2 separate regions of the Sus scrofa genome follow, and region 1 is linked to region 2. A link is a contact called in public promoter capture Hi-C data. All regions are on one chromosome and are shown on one strand. The core of a region is the stretch at or near the end of the contact, and the rest is flanking DNA. Distances in the headings are between cores, read along the strand shown.

What was found. Promoter capture Hi-C pulls out the DNA fragments that hold promoters and counts their contacts.
Region 1: a promoter capture Hi-C map of fetal liver shows a contact between it and region 2, with 3 times the contacts expected there. The contact joins the promoter of ZNF389 here to the promoter of LOC110261670 in region 2. A contact is called at or near these places in 1 of 5 promoter capture datasets (fetal liver) and 1 of 47 Hi-C or Micro-C datasets (heart right ventricle).

What each region holds. Positions count from the first base shown.
Region 1 is chr7:22,005,454-22,009,407 of Sscrofa11.1, forward strand. ZNF389 (zinc finger protein 389) reads left to right here and starts at 1,931. Exons shown (of 2, transcript NM_001145130.1): 1 at 1,931-1,979.
Region 2 is chr7:21,218,296-21,221,902 of Sscrofa11.1, forward strand. It overlaps LOC110261670 (histone H2B type 1-J), which reads right to left and starts at 2,268. Exons shown (of 1, transcript XM_021099843.1): 1 at 1,434-2,268. The coding sequence starts at 2,208. The coding sequence ends at 1,828. LOC110261666 (histone H2A type 1) reads left to right here and starts at 2,508. Exons shown (of 1, transcript XM_021099839.1): 1 at 2,508-3,392. The coding sequence starts at 2,537. The coding sequence ends at 2,929.

The DNA.
Region 1 (3,954 bases), core at 681-3,180, 790 kb after region 2:
GCCGTGTCTGCGACCTACACCACAGCTCATAGCAATGCCAGATCCTTAACCCACTGAGCAAGGCCAGGGATCCAACCCACAGCCTCATGGTTCCTAGTTGTATTCATTTCTGCTGCGCCAAGACGGGAACTCCTGTTCATCTTTTTCTTACTGATTTGCTCCCTTTATTATATGCTGGACTTCTTCTTGTGATTGTGAAATGGCACAATGCCCTATGGTCCTCCCCCCGCCCCCATGTCCTCTGCCTGCCTTTTGTCTGTAGAATAACTTTAGTCAAAGAATAGGTTTAACCAGAGAAGTGAGAAAACACTCAAAAGGAAAACAAACGAGACCAAATAGTAATAGTTTAGTCATTAAACAAAGTCAAGGGCTTAGTTCCTCCTCAAGGGCTATACATAATATTCTGAGCCATATCCTGTGAGCCAAAACCCGCATCAGGTAGAAGGTCACTGCACGATGACCAGACTGTAGCCTTGACATAAGCCGCCCACAATTCCAATTGGCCTCAAAGAAACGAGGACAAACCAGCCCTGGAACTGAAGACTAACTATTCTTAAACAATCAAGATGATGCTGATCAGACCACCATATGACCAATTTCAAGATGACTGTCAGAGGTGATCATGCTGCTTCTGCCTATGAAAGCTCTTGCCTACTGATTGTCAGTGGAGGGAGTCAGACTTGGTAAAGGAGTAGCCTTCCCTCCCCCATCACCAGCCTCCGAAATAAAGCAAACTTTCCTTTCCACAGATCTTGCCTCTTTATTGGCCTTAGAGTGGTGGAGCAGCCCAACCCTTTCATAACGTTTGCTTCTATTTCCTTTTTTTTTTTTTTTTTTTTTTGTCTTTTTATTTTTTTAAGGGCCTTGCCCACGGGATATGGAAGTTCCCAGGCTAGGCGTTGAATTGGAGCTGCAGCTGCTGGCCAGAGCCACAGCCACAGCCACCACGACTCGGGATCCAAGCCACATCTGTAATCTACACCACAGCTCATGGTAATGCCAGATCATTGACCCACTAAGTGAGGCCAGGGATTGAACCTGCATCCTCATGGATACTAGTTGGGTTCATAACTCACTGAGCCACAATGGGAACTCCCAACATTTGCATCTATTTCTGAACTTTCTATTCTGTATCATTTGTATGTCTATCTCACCTACCAGTACTACACTGTTTAATTATTAAGGCTTTATAATATGTTTAAAATCCTTTAGGACAAGTGCCCCTTCATCTCCCTTCTTTTTCAGTTTGCCCAGGCAGTCTTCAACTCCAAAAATCTACTTATTAAAGATTTGAATTGTTATTTGAATAGCGCTAAATTTACAATTAATATAGGGGAGGTCTCTGGTGGCCCAGTGGTTAGGGACTTGGCTTGTCACTTTTGTGGCCCGGGTTGGATCCCTGGCCTGGGAACTTCCGAATGCTTCAGACTTGGCCAAAAAAAAACAAACAAAGCACAACAAATTAATATGGGGATTACTTTCTGAGACTTAAGCCCTCAGGAGCTATATTTGCTGGTCCCCCTGGAAGGAACTGGACTGTTACAGATCTAGGTTCAAATTTCACCTCTGCTCTTTTATTAGTTGTCCAGCTCAGAAAAGTTATCTGTTTGGTGGCATTCCCCGACGGTTGTGGATGTTCCCAGACCACTGACCAGAGCAACAGCGACAATTCGGGATCCTTAACCTGCTGAGCCACCAGGAAACTCTTCGGGTTTCTTATATATGAGAGGAGGACTGTAACGTCTGCTCTGCAGGATTAAGGGAGGTAAAAAACCTAAAATGCCTTCTGGGTAAATAGAACCCTTTCCTCTCTCCTTTCAGGTCGTCGGCTCACGAACCACCGAACCACCGAGAGGGAAGCCTCCAGGATCCTAGAGCGACCACCAGGTGCCGGGGGGCGGGGTTCCGCGGAAGTCGACCTCTGCAGGCCAGTGCAGGCGTTAAACGGACAGTGAGGTCACGAGATCACAGTTTTCCAGGTAAGTGCTCCCTCGTCTTTTCCCTCGGGTTTGGAGTGAGCGCTGGGGCGAAGAGCCACAGAGGGGGTGACTGCGCGCTGCGGCTCCTTGCCTCATGCCCCTCGATCCGGCGCCCGACCCGTGTCCTCCACCGTCTTCGCCTGCTCCTCCCTTCTCTTTTGCTCCCTTTTTCTTCCCCTTTTCTCCGCCCTCCCCCCTCTTCTGTCCCTTCCTCTGGGCCGTTGCTGTGCTAATATTGCCACCTCCCCAGAGACACCCCCCCCCCGCGCCCCCGAGTTCCCCACCTGCAGCTCAGAGGCTCGGAGGACTCACCGTCTAGCGAGTGACCCCCTTGGCTTTTCCGGCCGGGTCCCGATTTCCCGGCGCGGGAAAGGGAGGGACGGAGAGGGAGATCTTTTCTCTTGTCCCTGGGCCCTTCGCTCTCCTTTGTGTTGTTGTAATCTTGGTAGCTGAGGGACCTTTGGCAACTTTACTTAGATGTTCTTGAAATATTTTCGTTTTGCCTCAAAGAGAAAGTCAGTTTAGCTGAATGTTCTGTTCATGGAAACTCTTCTTTTGGTATCTATATTCCGTTCCGCTTCGCCCCCCATCCTTTTTCTTGAGTTTCAAAGATGAGAGCAAATGTCTTTCGCGTTGATAGCTTTTCTTCGAAATTAAAAATATTAAGGTATCTGATAACAGCTCAGAAAGGTACTTGGTACATAATTGTAGCCTTAAGATATTTTACTCAGGAAAAAAATCATTTATTTTTCTTTGTAGTTTCCTGAAGTTAGTATCAGCAGTTTGGGGCTGGGAGGGGAGTATATTAGGGAAAAGAGGGCGCATTGAGGCAGCTAACCGCAGGAAAGGCTAATTCAAGTGTGAGCAAGCTACAGAACAGAAGGGGTTTGGGTAGGACCAGCTGCTTCCATGGTAACCATGTTCCTGGACTCTAGGCTAGGGTTCATTTGCGTGTGACCTGCGCCCTGAGTGAACCTTTTTCAAACCTGATAGAACAGCATCACTCAGAAATGGTACAATTCCTAAGCCGTGGAGGGTGTAGTGTCCATGACAGTAAACCTGTGCTTGATTTGTGGGGCTTGAAACTGATTTAAGAAAATCAGAGGCTCTACTTGTTTGGGTAAAGAAGTACTGGAAGGAGTTCCCATTGTTGCGCAGCAGCAGCGAATCTGGCTAGTAACCATGAGGTTCTGGGCTTGATCCCTGGCCTGTTAAGGATCAGGCATTGCCGTGAGCTGTGTGTAGGTCACAGACACAGATCAGATCCAGCGTGGCTGTGGCTGTGGCTGTGGCATAGGCTGGTGGATACAGACCCTCCTTCCTACAGGAGGCTTGTGTTAAACTTTGGCGTTTTGTAGTTTTCTGATCCCTAGCCTGGGAACTTTCATATGCCGCAGGTGCAGCTCTAAAAAAAAGAAAAAATACTAGAAAGACGTAAGAAACTAATAAAATCGATTACCTATGGGGGTGGCAAACTCAGAGGGAATCAGGGTGGAAATAAGATCTCTCTGTATCTTTTTAGATCATTTTGACTTTTGAATTGTATATTACCTGTTCAAAAACATAGACAAATTTTTAAATAAAATTTTTATTTTATTTTTATTTTGTCTTTTGCCATTTCTTGGGCCGCTCCCGCGGCATATGGAGGTTCCCAGGCTAGGGGTTGAATCGGAGCTGTAGCTGCCAGCCTACGCCAGAGCCACAGCAACGCGGGATCCGAGCCGCATCTGCAACCTACACCACAGCTCACGCAACGCCGGATCGTTAACCCACTGAGCAAGGGCAGGGACCGAACCGGCAACCTCATGGTTCCTAGTCGGATTCGTTAACCACTGCACCACGACAGGAACTCCTTAAATAAAATTTTTAGAATAGTTTCTGGGCATTTTAGATTTACAGAAAAATTGTGAAAAGAGTACAGAGTGGTCTCATATACCCCACACCCAGCTTCCCCTGTTATTAATATCTTACATTT
Region 2 (3,607 bases), core at 1,018-3,517:
TGACAACCTGAATGATGTGGGATTTAGTTTCCTTCACCCGTTCCGGGCAAAGTCAAAATAGGATTTGAAATGCCAACCAAGGAAATTTAAAATAGAATCTGATTTTTGTTTCAGAAGAAAGCCTGAGATAAATGCCCTCAGGCTTCTCTGCCTTCATTAGACCCCACAGAGTCAGGTTTCTGTTGCCACTGGGCCTCTGACCACTAGTGCCAAATAGGTGGAAACAAAAGTTTTAGGCGAAGGGGAAAAAAATAGCTTTTTTGCTTTGCCGGCAAAGGAGGCCACAGCAGACTAATGCTTTAAAGGCTGTGTTCCCTCCTTTGAGCAAGAACAGATGGTTTGATAGTTTGGGAGTGGAAAATAGGGCCACAGATTAAAATCAGAGTAGATGAAAGCTTGTATTCCTCTTCAAAGCTGGTGTTTTTGGCCCCTGGGACTGGTTCTAGTAGTCTTGAAATGAAGAAGGCTTCATCAAGAAGTTAACACCTTCCATTTGTTGGGGATTTTAGTTCTGCAGAACTTAAAAGATATTGTTCCATGCACTCCTGGAGGAGAAACCAGGACCCTTTATTTTCTCATAAAGAAAATACATTTTCGTCAACTTTTCAATATTCTAATATATCACAGGATTGATAACATGAAGAAAACACCTGTATTTATTTTTTAATTCAGATTTCTTCTGTTTTCTCCACTGAGCCTTAGAGGTGAAAAAGTATCAGGTTACACAAGGAATGTGTCTGGTACATTCTTGATGTCTCTTCTCCACTGAGTGACTGTATGTTTGCAGTTTAGGCCTGGTGAATCAAGGAGGTGGCATTCAGTAGTGAGACTTTTATTGTCAAAGAGTACTGACTGAGAAATTTTTGTTTCCTCTTCTGGTGAGACAAGGCTGCGCTATAGTTTCTCCATTGTTCCTCCATTGTCTCTGCATCCTCTCCCTTTCTTGACTAGCGACGGTTTCAACCTGCCCTTTGGAAACCACTGAAGGTCAAGGCTGAAGCCTATTCCCCTGCAGCAAAGAAATGGGGGGCGCAGAAAGGCTTTTGTGCACAGTAGCCCCTTAGGGCCGGGATCGGTTTCATTTCGTCTTTTAACGTCTCCCATTATACGGATATAGAGCAAGTGGAAATCAATATTCTAATTAAAAGTAAAAGTGTTTGTACTCCTCAAGCTGAAAATTACATTTCTTTCTCGTCAAAGAGAAATTCGAGAATAGAAAATCTCATTCTGGAGAGAGAAAAAAAAAGAATGAAAAGCAGAATGGTCTACACAAAATCTTTTACTCAAGGAACTTGTGTGCGCTGGTCTGAGAGAGGCGGAAAGGGGATCCTTTCAGCGCACAGAAACCCCTTAGTTTCCGGGATGCCGGCAACCAGACAGGCCGTGGAGAAGGGCGGCGCTGATCGCGGCAAATTTAACTGCCGGCGCCAACCTCTGCACCCGGGTAGGTAGGACTCCAGCTCTGTCCGACAAGTTACGGGAAATTTTTGATTTTACTTCCACTACTTAGCTGTAAAATCTATCAGAACTGATAGCTGAGCCCTTTTAAATATACTTAAGTTCCTAAATAACCGTGAAAAGCTCAGGATGAGGTTACACAAGGAGCTCGAGCTTTGCCAAGGTCAGATAACGTTACTCCTGTTAGTGGTCTCTTGTTATTTTGGGAACAGAAAGTTCTTTAAGACTGTTCAAGAAATTGTTCTGCTCGGCGACTAAATACCAAAATTACAAACGCCCAGCGCAAAAGTAAAAAGCACCAGCTCTCTTTCTGAAAGTGTGGGTGGCTCTTAAAAGAGCCGTTAGGATCGTTAGCAACCAACTCACTGTTTACTTGGCACTGGTGTATTTGGTGACAGCCTTGGTACCCTCGGACACGGCGTGCTTGGCCAGCTCCCCGGGCAGCAACAGGCGCACGGCCGTCTGGATCTCCCGGGACGTGATGGTCGAGCGCTTGTTGTAATGCGCCAGCCGCGAGGCCTCGCCAGCGATGCGTTCGAAAATGTCATTAACGAACGAATTCATGATGCCCATAGCCTTGGAGGAAATGCCGGTATCCGGGTGCACTTGCTTCAGCACCTTGTACACGTAGATGGAGTAACTCTCCTTGCGACTGCGCTTGCGCTTCTTGCCGTCTTTCTTCTGCGCCTTGGTCACAGCCTTTTTGGAGCCCTTCTTCGGAGCTGGCGCGGACTTTGCTGGCTCAGGCATAATTCAAAGCAGCTAAAAATGCCTCCAGGAAAAATGAAAACCGCTATGACGAACACACAATGTGTCCTTTTTATATAGAATCTCTTATGCAAATAAGGTGATTAGCTAAAGACTTTGTCTGATTGGTGGCTAATCAAGTAAAATGTCCGGAATTAGTTCTGTCCAATCAGAACGCAAGAGTCCCAAACTCGCGTTTTCATTGGTTAAATTAAGCCAAAATGTTAACCAATGACACGCATTCTTCTTCGCGCCCAATAAGGGTTATAAAAAGTGCCGCGCCTGGACTTTCGCTTTGCTAACTACCACAAGCGAAGCTGCTGTCGCTATAATGTCGGGAAGAGGCAAACAGGGAGGCAAAGCCCGCGCCAAGGCCAAGACTCGCTCCTCGCGGGCCGGGCTCCAGTTCCCGGTGGGTCGAGTGCACCGCCTGCTCCGCAAGGGCAACTATGCCGAGCGGGTCGGCGCCGGCGCGCCGGTGTACTTGGCGGCGGTGCTGGAGTACCTGACGGCCGAGATCCTGGAGCTGGCGGGCAACGCGGCCCGCGACAACAAGAAGACGCGCATCATCCCGCGCCACTTGCAGCTGGCCATCCGCAACGACGAGGAGCTCAACAAGCTGCTGGGCAAGGTCACTATCGCTCAGGGCGGTGTCTTGCCCAACATCCAAGCGGTGCTGCTGCCCAAGAAGACTGAGAGCCACCACAAGGCCAAGGGCAAGTAATGGCCTAGATTTCGGCGACACGCATCAAACCAAACCAAAGGCTCTTTTCAGAGCCACCCACATTTTCTGGAAAAGAACTTAACATCTATCTTGTTTGGGAAGATGAAAAGAGATTTAATGTGAAAATTTCCTTAACTTCTAGTTTGGTCAAGTCGAAGTGTGGTAAAAGGCTTCATATTTGAATTAAAAAGTAAAATGACTTCATAATGACACATTAGGTTCATTGGCTGTGGAAAGACGGGCAGCTGAGTGTTTGGGGCGGGGAGTAGAGACTATTTCTAGGGCGGCTTGTAAACTGTTTACTACAAATGAGCGGCTTTAAACAAATTCTCGACTCGGGAGGCCAAAAGTTCAAAATCTAAGTGCTGCTAGGGTTCCTGCTGGAGTCTTGAGGGAGGAATCATTCTGTACTTGCCAGCTTCTGGTGGTTGCCAACAATTCCTTGGTTTGTGGCAGCATATCTTCAATCTCCCACCTTCCCAGTGTGTCTCTCTGTCCTCTTAGGGATAGCCAGCGGTCGTTAGGTTTGGGCCCACACTATATCCGATTGAAACAGTGGCATACGTGAAACATTTAAGCAAAGACAAGTTTCAGGAAGTTAATTAAGTTTAAGACCAAGAATGTATAAGCAAGATAAAGGACAGAGAAAGCAAGGGTAGAAAGTGAGTTCATAATCAG